3 separate regions of the Mus musculus genome follow, and all the other regions are linked to region 3. A link is a contact called in public promoter capture Hi-C and targeted proximity ligation data. All regions are on one chromosome and are shown on one strand. The core of a region is the stretch at or near the end of the contact, and the rest is flanking DNA. Distances in the headings are between cores, read along the strand shown.

Evidence for each region. Promoter capture Hi-C pulls out the DNA fragments that hold promoters and counts their contacts.
Region 1: a promoter capture Hi-C map of maxillary cranial neural crest shows a contact between it and region 3. A contact is called at or near these places in 4 of 39 promoter capture datasets (the C10 cell line, hippocampal neurons, maxillary cranial neural crest and 1 more).
Region 2: a targeted proximity ligation map of astrocytes shows a contact between it and region 3, with 3 times the contacts expected there. A contact is called at or near these places in 1 of 39 promoter capture datasets (liver), 1 of 130 datasets of targeted methods (astrocytes) and 1 of 9 other capture datasets (liver).

The regions. Positions count from the first base shown.
Region 1 is chr19:6,973,701-6,976,400 of GRCm38.p6, forward strand. Ppp1r14b (protein phosphatase 1, regulatory inhibitor subunit 14B) reads left to right here and starts at 1,348. Exons shown (of 4, transcript NM_008889.2): 1 at 1,348-1,806. The coding sequence starts at 1,549. It also overlaps a transcript of Plcb3 not described here.
Region 2 is chr19:4,876,614-4,879,313 of GRCm38.p6, forward strand. Actn3 (actinin alpha 3) reads right to left here and starts at 1,296. Exons shown (of 21, transcript NM_013456.2): 1 at 1,098-1,296. The coding sequence starts at 1,241. Zdhhc24 (zinc finger, DHHC domain containing 24) reads left to right here and starts at 2,055. Exons shown (of 3, transcript NM_027476.3): 1 at 2,055-2,416. The coding sequence starts at 2,136.
Region 3 is chr19:5,892,783-5,895,482 of GRCm38.p6, forward strand. It overlaps Tigd3 (tigger transposable element derived 3), which reads right to left and starts at 1,346. Exons shown (of 2, transcript NM_001362045.1): 1 at 1,188-1,346; 2 at 1-335. The coding sequence starts at 318.

The DNA of each region.
Region 1 (2,700 bases), core at 98-2,597, 1.1 Mb after region 3:
TATATAGCCCTGTGACTTAACTATGTGCTCTCACAACTGAAGTGTCCACGAGTTTTCCCGTTTAATGTTCCCCACAGCCTTCAGAGGAAGTCCATCGGTCCCCCCCCCCCCACCCACCACCTCTTTTCGGTCGTTTGTTCAACCAATAGGATGGAGAGTCCTTTGCCTGAGTCTGAGAGTTTTTCGAGCTAGAATTCGGTATGGACCTAATAGTGTCCTAATGCCTGTAGGTTTGACAAGGAGCACGCTGACCCAAGCTAAGGTATCAGCAGAGTCCTCAGAGCTCTGGCCCACCAAATTTTCGCTTTCTAGCAGAAAGACAAAGGAATGAATGAAACAATTTAAAGATGCAGACAGAATAAAGGAAGACTGGAAGGTGGCCTCCTAAAGTGTGAAGGATCGAGAAGTTACTGGGTGAACTAGCTTGCTGTCCCTACAGCAGAACAGGCAGGGGTCCCAATAAACGCTCATTTGGGGTCAACTGCTATTATTACCTTTATCATTGTGAGTTTTGGCTTCCCCACATGCTAGCTCTTTGCACCCGAGTTTCCTCCTTTGCACACGCTCAAGCTGCGGGGCGCCCAGGGCCTCGCCCAGCACAATCCTGCCAGCTCAGAGGGGCGCGCCCCAAACAAGTTTGCGCTTCAATGCGGGCTCTGCAGCTGGGAGGGGCAGCATCGACGAGCCGCTGACTACATTGCCCACAATACCACGCGCGCCGCCATCTCAGCCGGTGGGCGGTGGTCGTCCCAGTCCTGGCTATTGTAAGCCAAACGGCCAAATCTACACGCCCCCACCCCGAGCTCTTCCTTGAGGGGCGTGAGACCAGACCAAGTAGGGCATCCCGGCCGGCACCTGGGCAGTGCCTGGACCCCTTTACACCTCCGATCCCCGGAAGCCCTGTCCACGTGTCGACCCATGCGCGGAAGTTCTCTCGCCCCTTGATGACCAAGGGTCCCGCACGTTCCTCACCGCATCTGCGCCCACACCGTCTCATGCCTAGACTGTCTGTTTCTACCTTAGTGACAGAATGAAACAGGGTCAGAAGAGGACTATGGTCCTAGTGGCGTGAAGATCCAGGCATCCGACACCTAGAAGTCTAGGTTTGAGGCCAGAGGTTAAGTTATAGGAAACCGGACAGACAGTCCCCAAACCCGGCAAAGTAGATCCTCCCCTATCCCCTTTCAGGAGGCGGGGTTGGGGAGAGGGGGCCTGAAGCGGGGCTGGCCCTTTAAGGGGGTGTGGTCGGGGGGCGGGGGAAGAGAGCAAGACAGAGAAAGCGGCAGCGGCGGCGGCTCGGGCGGCGGCCGCGGGGGACAAAGGGCGGGCGGATCGGTGGGGAGGGGGCGGGGCGCGGCCAGGCCAAGCCCGGGGGCTCCGCATGCTGCAGCTGCCCCCGGGCGCCCCCGCCGCCGCCCTCGCCGCGGAGCTGCGCGGAACGGAGCCCGCGAGCTAACCGGAGCCAGCGGCCGGGAGCCAGCCGGCGGGCGTCCGGGAGGCGGCGGCGCAGGGAGGGGCCCGAGCGCGCACGTGGCCCCGGCGGCCGCCATGGCGGACAGCGGCCCCGCGGGGGGCGCGGCGTTAGCTGCCCCGGCCCCCGGGCCGGGCAGTGGCAGCACAGGGCCCCGAGTCTACTTCCAGAGTCCCCCTGGGGCCGCAGGCGAAGGCCCGGGGGGCGCTGATGACGATGGCCCGGTGAGACGGCAAGGGAAGGTCACCGTCAAGTACGACCGCAAGGAGCTACGGAAGCGCCTCAACCTGGAGGAGTGGATTTTAGAACAGCTCACGCGACTCTACGACTGCCAGGTGTGCTCCCCACCCCGCGCGGATACCCTAAAATCGGCCCTAAGTCGGTCTGTCTCCAGAGTCAATGGGAGCTCTGCTGCCAAGCCACCGGTCTTGCACTCGCCGCTCCCAGTGAGTGTGCGCTCTTTCTTGCCTGACCTAAGACACTCTAGCTTTCTCCGCTGCCCGGGACCTTGCGTCCTTCGTGGTACTGCCTCAGGTTAAGCATAGTGTCCTCGCCGAGTCTAGAAGAACTAGATAGCCTGCTGGAGGCAGGGGTCTAGCTTGGGCTAACAGTGAAAGGTCTAGTCTAGTCTGGGCTAGCATCGACACTAGTTGAAAGGTACTAGTTTAACTGTCTCAAGTGTTACAAAGGATCTGAGGAGTTGTTGTGGGCTAGCCTGCCATTCTGTCTACAGAGACAGGTTAACCAGCTCTCCCAGCTCTGGTTCTCCACCCCATGTTCCTTGCTTGTTCAGATGGTGACTCAGGCCCCCAGGGGTAGGGTGGAGGAGTGGGCCTGCCCTCTAATGCCTACCCTAGCCCAGCCCTGGAATGCAGCTGGCTCCAAGTGTGATAGCTGTACCCTTGGGGAGGGGGGTGTACCCCTTTCTCCTCAAAGCATGGGCTCTTTGTTTCCCCTTTATCAAGCATGGGTCTTTCACACTGACCCCTCACCCTCACTTCCTCCCCCCCCCCCCAGGAAGCTGTGACAGGTGTTTGGGGGAGGGGAGGGCTGTGATGAACTAGGACAGCTGGCCCACCAGTGCTCTGGTGAGCCGGAGGTCCCGGATGCTGAGAAGGCACATCTGCTAGGTTCAAAGCCCAAGGTCCCCAGCCCTGTCTGTCTGGCGCCCCTGGTGCCCACTGGCAGGGACAGGAAGTTCCCCCTCATTGGGCAATTTGCCTTGGCAC
Region 2 (2,700 bases), core at 46-2,545, 1.0 Mb before region 3:
CCCCCCCCCCCCCCGCAGTCAGCTCCTGTCATCTAACACAGCGGAAACGATCTGCTTGTAAATTCTGGGGTTCTCAGGTCTGCAATGCCCTCTACTTTCCTAAAAGCACGCACAATTGGCAAAAGGCAGGTTCCATGGCTTCATGGTGCTCACCCTAAGCCTGGCCTTCAGAACCCCAAAAATTCCTCAGTTCGGATGGAATCATTTTCTCTTCAGGGAACCCAGGTGTCCTGCTCCCTCCTCTTGGTAGCCAGGGGTGAAATGATCCAGGGAAGGAGGGGGCAGTGCCCTGCAAGGCTGAGCCTGGGCAATGGCTGCCCTCATGGCCCTCTTGAGCTCCCACAAAGGCGCTGCCTCAGCACAAGTGTCCATGTGGGAGCCTGGGTTAGGTTACTGGTAAGGGGAGCCGGGGCTCCCCTCCTCCTGACCTTCTGGCCTTTTCAGCAGACTCAGGGCTTCTAGACAGGGAGGGGAATCTTGGGAAAGAGTGGGGTGAGGCAAGGAACAAAGACCCTCAGATGGGGGCATTCTTTTCTTCCTCAGTACACAACAGGCTGCCTGCCTATCTGTGCCCTTTTCTGGGCCTCAATTTCCTCCATTGTCAAGCCAGTAGAGGGATCCACCCATAGCAGAAGACAGAGTAGAGGATGGGAAAGAATATGAGACAGCTGTTCTCTCCTACACCCCAAATCCACTGGTTGTGTGTCTGGCATGTTCTCCTCAGGATGGGGTCTAGGGATACTTAACTGGAGACTAAAGGAACATAACTTTCTGAGAACCCCTCACCTCCCATCCAAGAATGAGTTGGGTCTCTTGGACCTTGTCCAAAATCCACTTTCACCAACACAAGAGGGGCAGTGGGCTTAAAGTTATTGGGGAGTCACTGAGGGACTCCACGGTGTCCTTGATATCCTAAATCCCTATGAGAACTCTTCTGATCTTTGAGGACAGCATATAGCTGGTGGGCAGAGCCTGGTTTGGGGAGCTGCACTCTAGATTACAGCCAGGCTCTGACCTTGAACTGCCCAGATGCCCGAGAAGAACTGCCTGGCCTCCCAGCCTCAGTTTTTGCCTTTGGGAAATGGGTGAGCACTCACTTTCCGCTGCTGTTTCTCCCAGGCCGGGTCCAACAGCAAGTCGCGGTCCCAGTCCTCCTCCTGTTCCATGTACTCGCCGCCCCCACCGCCAGAGAAGGGCCCCTCCCCGGCCCCCAGACCCTCGGGCTGCATAACCATCATCATCTTGCTCAGGCTCTTGGCTCCGCTCTGCTTCACTGGGCGAGCTCCTGCACACTCAGGCCGGGTTAAGTAGGGCCCGGTCCAGCCCCCAGATCGGGTTCGTACTAAATATGGGGTACGTGGGTGGGGCCAGATAGGGGGCGAGGGAGGTTGGGAACTGGACCAGAGAAGAGATTGTGCTGGAGTCAAAGATTGCGGAATCGCGGGGGATGCTGGGATGACTACTGGCCTAGATAGTGGGTTCGCATTTTAGCTCTGTGGTTAACTTGCTGTGTGATCTTGGGACAGCCATGGACTTTGTTTCCTCATCTATTAAGTGGATTCCAAGTGGTGGCTGTAGGCATCCTAAAGGCTGCCCCTTGGACCTGAGTCTGTCCCTCCTAAGCATTGCGCTCGAGAAACAGACCCCTATTTCTATTTCACAGTCTGTAACAGCAAGTCAACAAGTTGTTTGGGGAGTTTTCTAGGGTGATGGAGACACCCGAGCATGGGGAAAGGCTCAGGGCCAGATGATAGGGCCAGCCAGGTCTATTAATACCGGGGCGGCTGTAGAGGAGTGTAGGGAGAATGTGCTGAGCCGGGAAACCCCGACGCCCCGGGGGCTGCAACTCAATCCTCATGGAGTGGCAGCAAGCCACACCAGGGGCGGCTACTGCAGTACGCTGGGCGGACTGCTTCTTTTTGACACCTGGGCAGCATCACCAATCAGATTTTCGAACATCTGGTCAGTTAGCCAATCACTTCTCCGTATCTGTGGCCCCTCCCTATAAGTCTGGCGCGCGCAACGCACCCCCTGCGGAGCTCCTATTGGTTGCAGGAGACGTCAGTTCGCTGCTAGGCCCTCCCCAATGCGGAAGCAGTGGGATCCCAGCGATCGGAAAGCCGGTGGGTCCGACCATGGGGGAGTCCTGGGCAGCTCGGGGCGCAGAAGGAGCGCCCGCGCGGATGCCACTGGTACTCACCGCGCTGTGGGCCGCCGTCGTGGTCCTGGAGCTGGCCTACGTGATGGTGCTGGGGCCTGGGCCACCCCCGCTGGGACCACTGGCCCGGGCCTTGCAACTGGCGCTAGCTGCTTATCAGCTGCTCAATCTGCTGGGCAACGTGGTGCTCTTCCTCCGCTCGGATCCCAGCATTCGGGGGGTGATGCTGGCTGGCCGCGGCCTGGGACAGGGCTGGGCGTGAGTGTTGGGCTCCGGGAGTCGGCGGGCAGAAGCAGGGGGTCTGGTGGTCGCTGGTACCAAGAAAGGACCCAGAACTTGAGGTGTCAGTAACCAGATGACGTTAGCATCCGGGTTGTTAGAGCCATAGAACTCCTTTAGAGCCTGGCACCCGCTACTTATTCATTCAGATATTGAGCAGCCACTGTTCCTAGGACTCAAGTGAAAACAGATGCCCGACCTCCTGGAGTTGATTTCAGTGGCGGAAGGTGCAGATAATAAAGATAATAATAAGCCAATAAAAA
Region 3 (2,700 bases), core at 96-2,595:
GGCCTTGTGGAGCAACATGGGCCCCGTTACATCCCAGGCCTTGGCTCGGGCAATGTGGTACCAGCACAGTAGAGCCTCATCGATCCCACTGTATTTGGATTCACGCTTCCGCTTCCGCTCGTGGTTGGCTGTGCCACTGCACCAGTCTGCCAACAGCTTCTCCTTATTCTTGCAGATCCGTGAGATCTGGGGCTGTGAGACCTGGAAGCGCCGGGCCACCTCTGACTGGGACATCTTAGACTCATCCAAGAGTTCCAGCACCTGGATCTTCTCAGCCAGGGACAGGGCGTGAAGCTTCTTCTTGGTGTTCAGCTCCATGACTCCCTGGGAAGCTGCTGGGGGAAGAAAAGTAGGAGAGCGTGCCAATGGCTGAGAGCAAGAAGAACAGAAGAGGTCGGGACCCCTGAAGCCAGAGCAATTCTCTGGAATGCAGAAAGCTGGAGGAGACCAGGCCAGCTGAAAGAGACATGAGATGGCCAGGCTGTGGGAGGAGAGGGCTAGACCCAGAAGAGAGCTGGCAGAGTCGAGTGTTTCTGGTCCGAAGTGGAGAGAATTCTGGGCTGGGGTTTGGTATTGATGGGGTGGAAGGATGAATAGAGGCTAAAGCACAGCTGTAAAGACAACCAGGAGACAGCTGCAGGGACAACAAAGGAGCAAAAACAAGGAGAGGCCTGGGGCTGAGGCTGAGCGGGGCAGGTGTAGGGGACATTCAGGGTGCCAGGGAGGAGTCCCCTGAGAGGAGATGAGGAGGAGGAGGACCTAGGTTGAATTTTGATGGCTGAAGGCAGGTGGTAGACTGAACGGACAGAGTCGAGATGAACAGGTGAGATGGTACAGATGACAAAGCCAGATGGATGGTGTCTGAAGGCGCTAGTACAATTCGGCGCTGGCAAGGCGGGGTGGTAAAGCTACCCAACGGTTCAACCAGGAGAGTGAAGATGCCAAGACGACAAAGGGAGACAGGGTGAGGAGGATGAGGGCAAAAGGGAAGAAGTGTCCTCTGCCCAGTGATAGCCTGGAGTGATATCAGAGAGAAGGGAGCACCGGCCAGGAAGCAGGCGGCTCGAGCGCTGGGCTCTGCGCCCTGGTTCGCTGAGTTGACCCCTCGTCAGTCGGCTGGACGGACACAGGCGTCGACCCCAGCCCGCCCGCCCACCCGGCTACAGGGCCTCCCGCTCCGCACCCACCTCCAGGCGCCGTCCCGCGCCTCCAGTCCCTGCCCCAGCCAGGTTCCTGGGCCTCAGCAGAACCAGAGAGTGACGGGCGCCGCGACCCGAGGACAGAGCGCGCCGAGAGGCTGCTCTGGAGCGGGCGCGCGCAGAGCGCGCACAGCCCTCACCCGGGTCTCTCAAGGCTGGGAAAACCTCGTCGCGGCCCCTCCGCAGCCCCGCCCTAACAAACTGATTAGCCATCAGCGGCAACTTGTCCCGCCTCCAGTTACATCTGATTGGATGCTGTGGAAGTGGCGGTTTGTCAGCCCTCCGGAGGAGGAGCTTCCTGAGTGGAGGGGTCTGGCGGGAAGAACCGGCCTTAGTGCCTATCACTTGTCGACCAGCCGGCGTGCCTTGACAGCCACCCAGGTGATTTCGACCCCATCCCTACGTGGTACCTAACTGGGATACCGGCCCTCCAGGATTTGTTTTGGAAACAAGATGAAAGGAGAAAATGAATGAATGTAAGCTTTTAGTCACAAAAGAGTTACCATGGACAGCGCTGGCCTCTGGTCTTGCCAACGGCCTACAAAATACACCGGTGGCAAGAAAGGACATTTTTTTTTTTAACCAGTTTTGGTGGGTCACGGCAAGATCTAAATTCCTGTTAGTCACTTCCCTCCTTTGTAACTAGGTGTAGATAACTTAGCCCTCCCTGCCCCTAAACAGCCAGGACCCCACTTTTTCATAGGTTTTGAGCCTATCCATTTACCACTGGATGCTGTCAGTCTCTCCAAGTGTCGTCTCCTGCGAACCAAATATTTTCTCTTAAATCTATTTTAGTGGTCTCATCTGCACATTTCTTTTTTGGCCCTCAAGACTACTCAGTTGCTAAGGATTAGTGCCTGACTCCCTGTACTCCTGGCCTACATAGCAGAACAGGCAGTGCATAGTCCAGACAACTCTGTGCAGTAGCAGGCCAGGGCTCAGCTTTCTCTGGCAACAGTGACCTCAGGGTGCTCTAGGAAAATCTGAGCACACTTCAGTCGATATATAAGTATTTAGCTAGAGAGGTTTGGGAGGGGTTCCCTTCCTTGTTGAGGCAGGGCTTTGCTGTGTAGCATACTCCCAGTTGGATGTTAAGCTTCCTGCAGATTCTGTCTCTGACTTCCATGTCCCTCTAAGAGTGCTGGAATAAGGGCTGGTGAGATGGCTCAGCGGGTAAGAGCACCCGACTGCTCTTCTGAAGGTCCTGAGTACAAGTCCCAGCAACCACATGGTGGCTCACAACCATCCTTAAGGAGATCTGACTGGTGTGTCTGAAGATAGCTGCAGTGTACTTACATATAATAAATAAATTTAAAAAAAAGAGTGCTGGAATAACACACATCATCCAGCTCCTTATCTGGGATGCAGGGACAAAATTCAGGTGGTCAGGTTCACAGTCAAAGTGCTTGTCTTGGACAGGGGTACGATGCCAATAAATAAATGAATGGGGAAAAAAGAGAGAAGAGAAGAGAAGAGAAGAGAAGAGAAGAGAAGAGAAGAG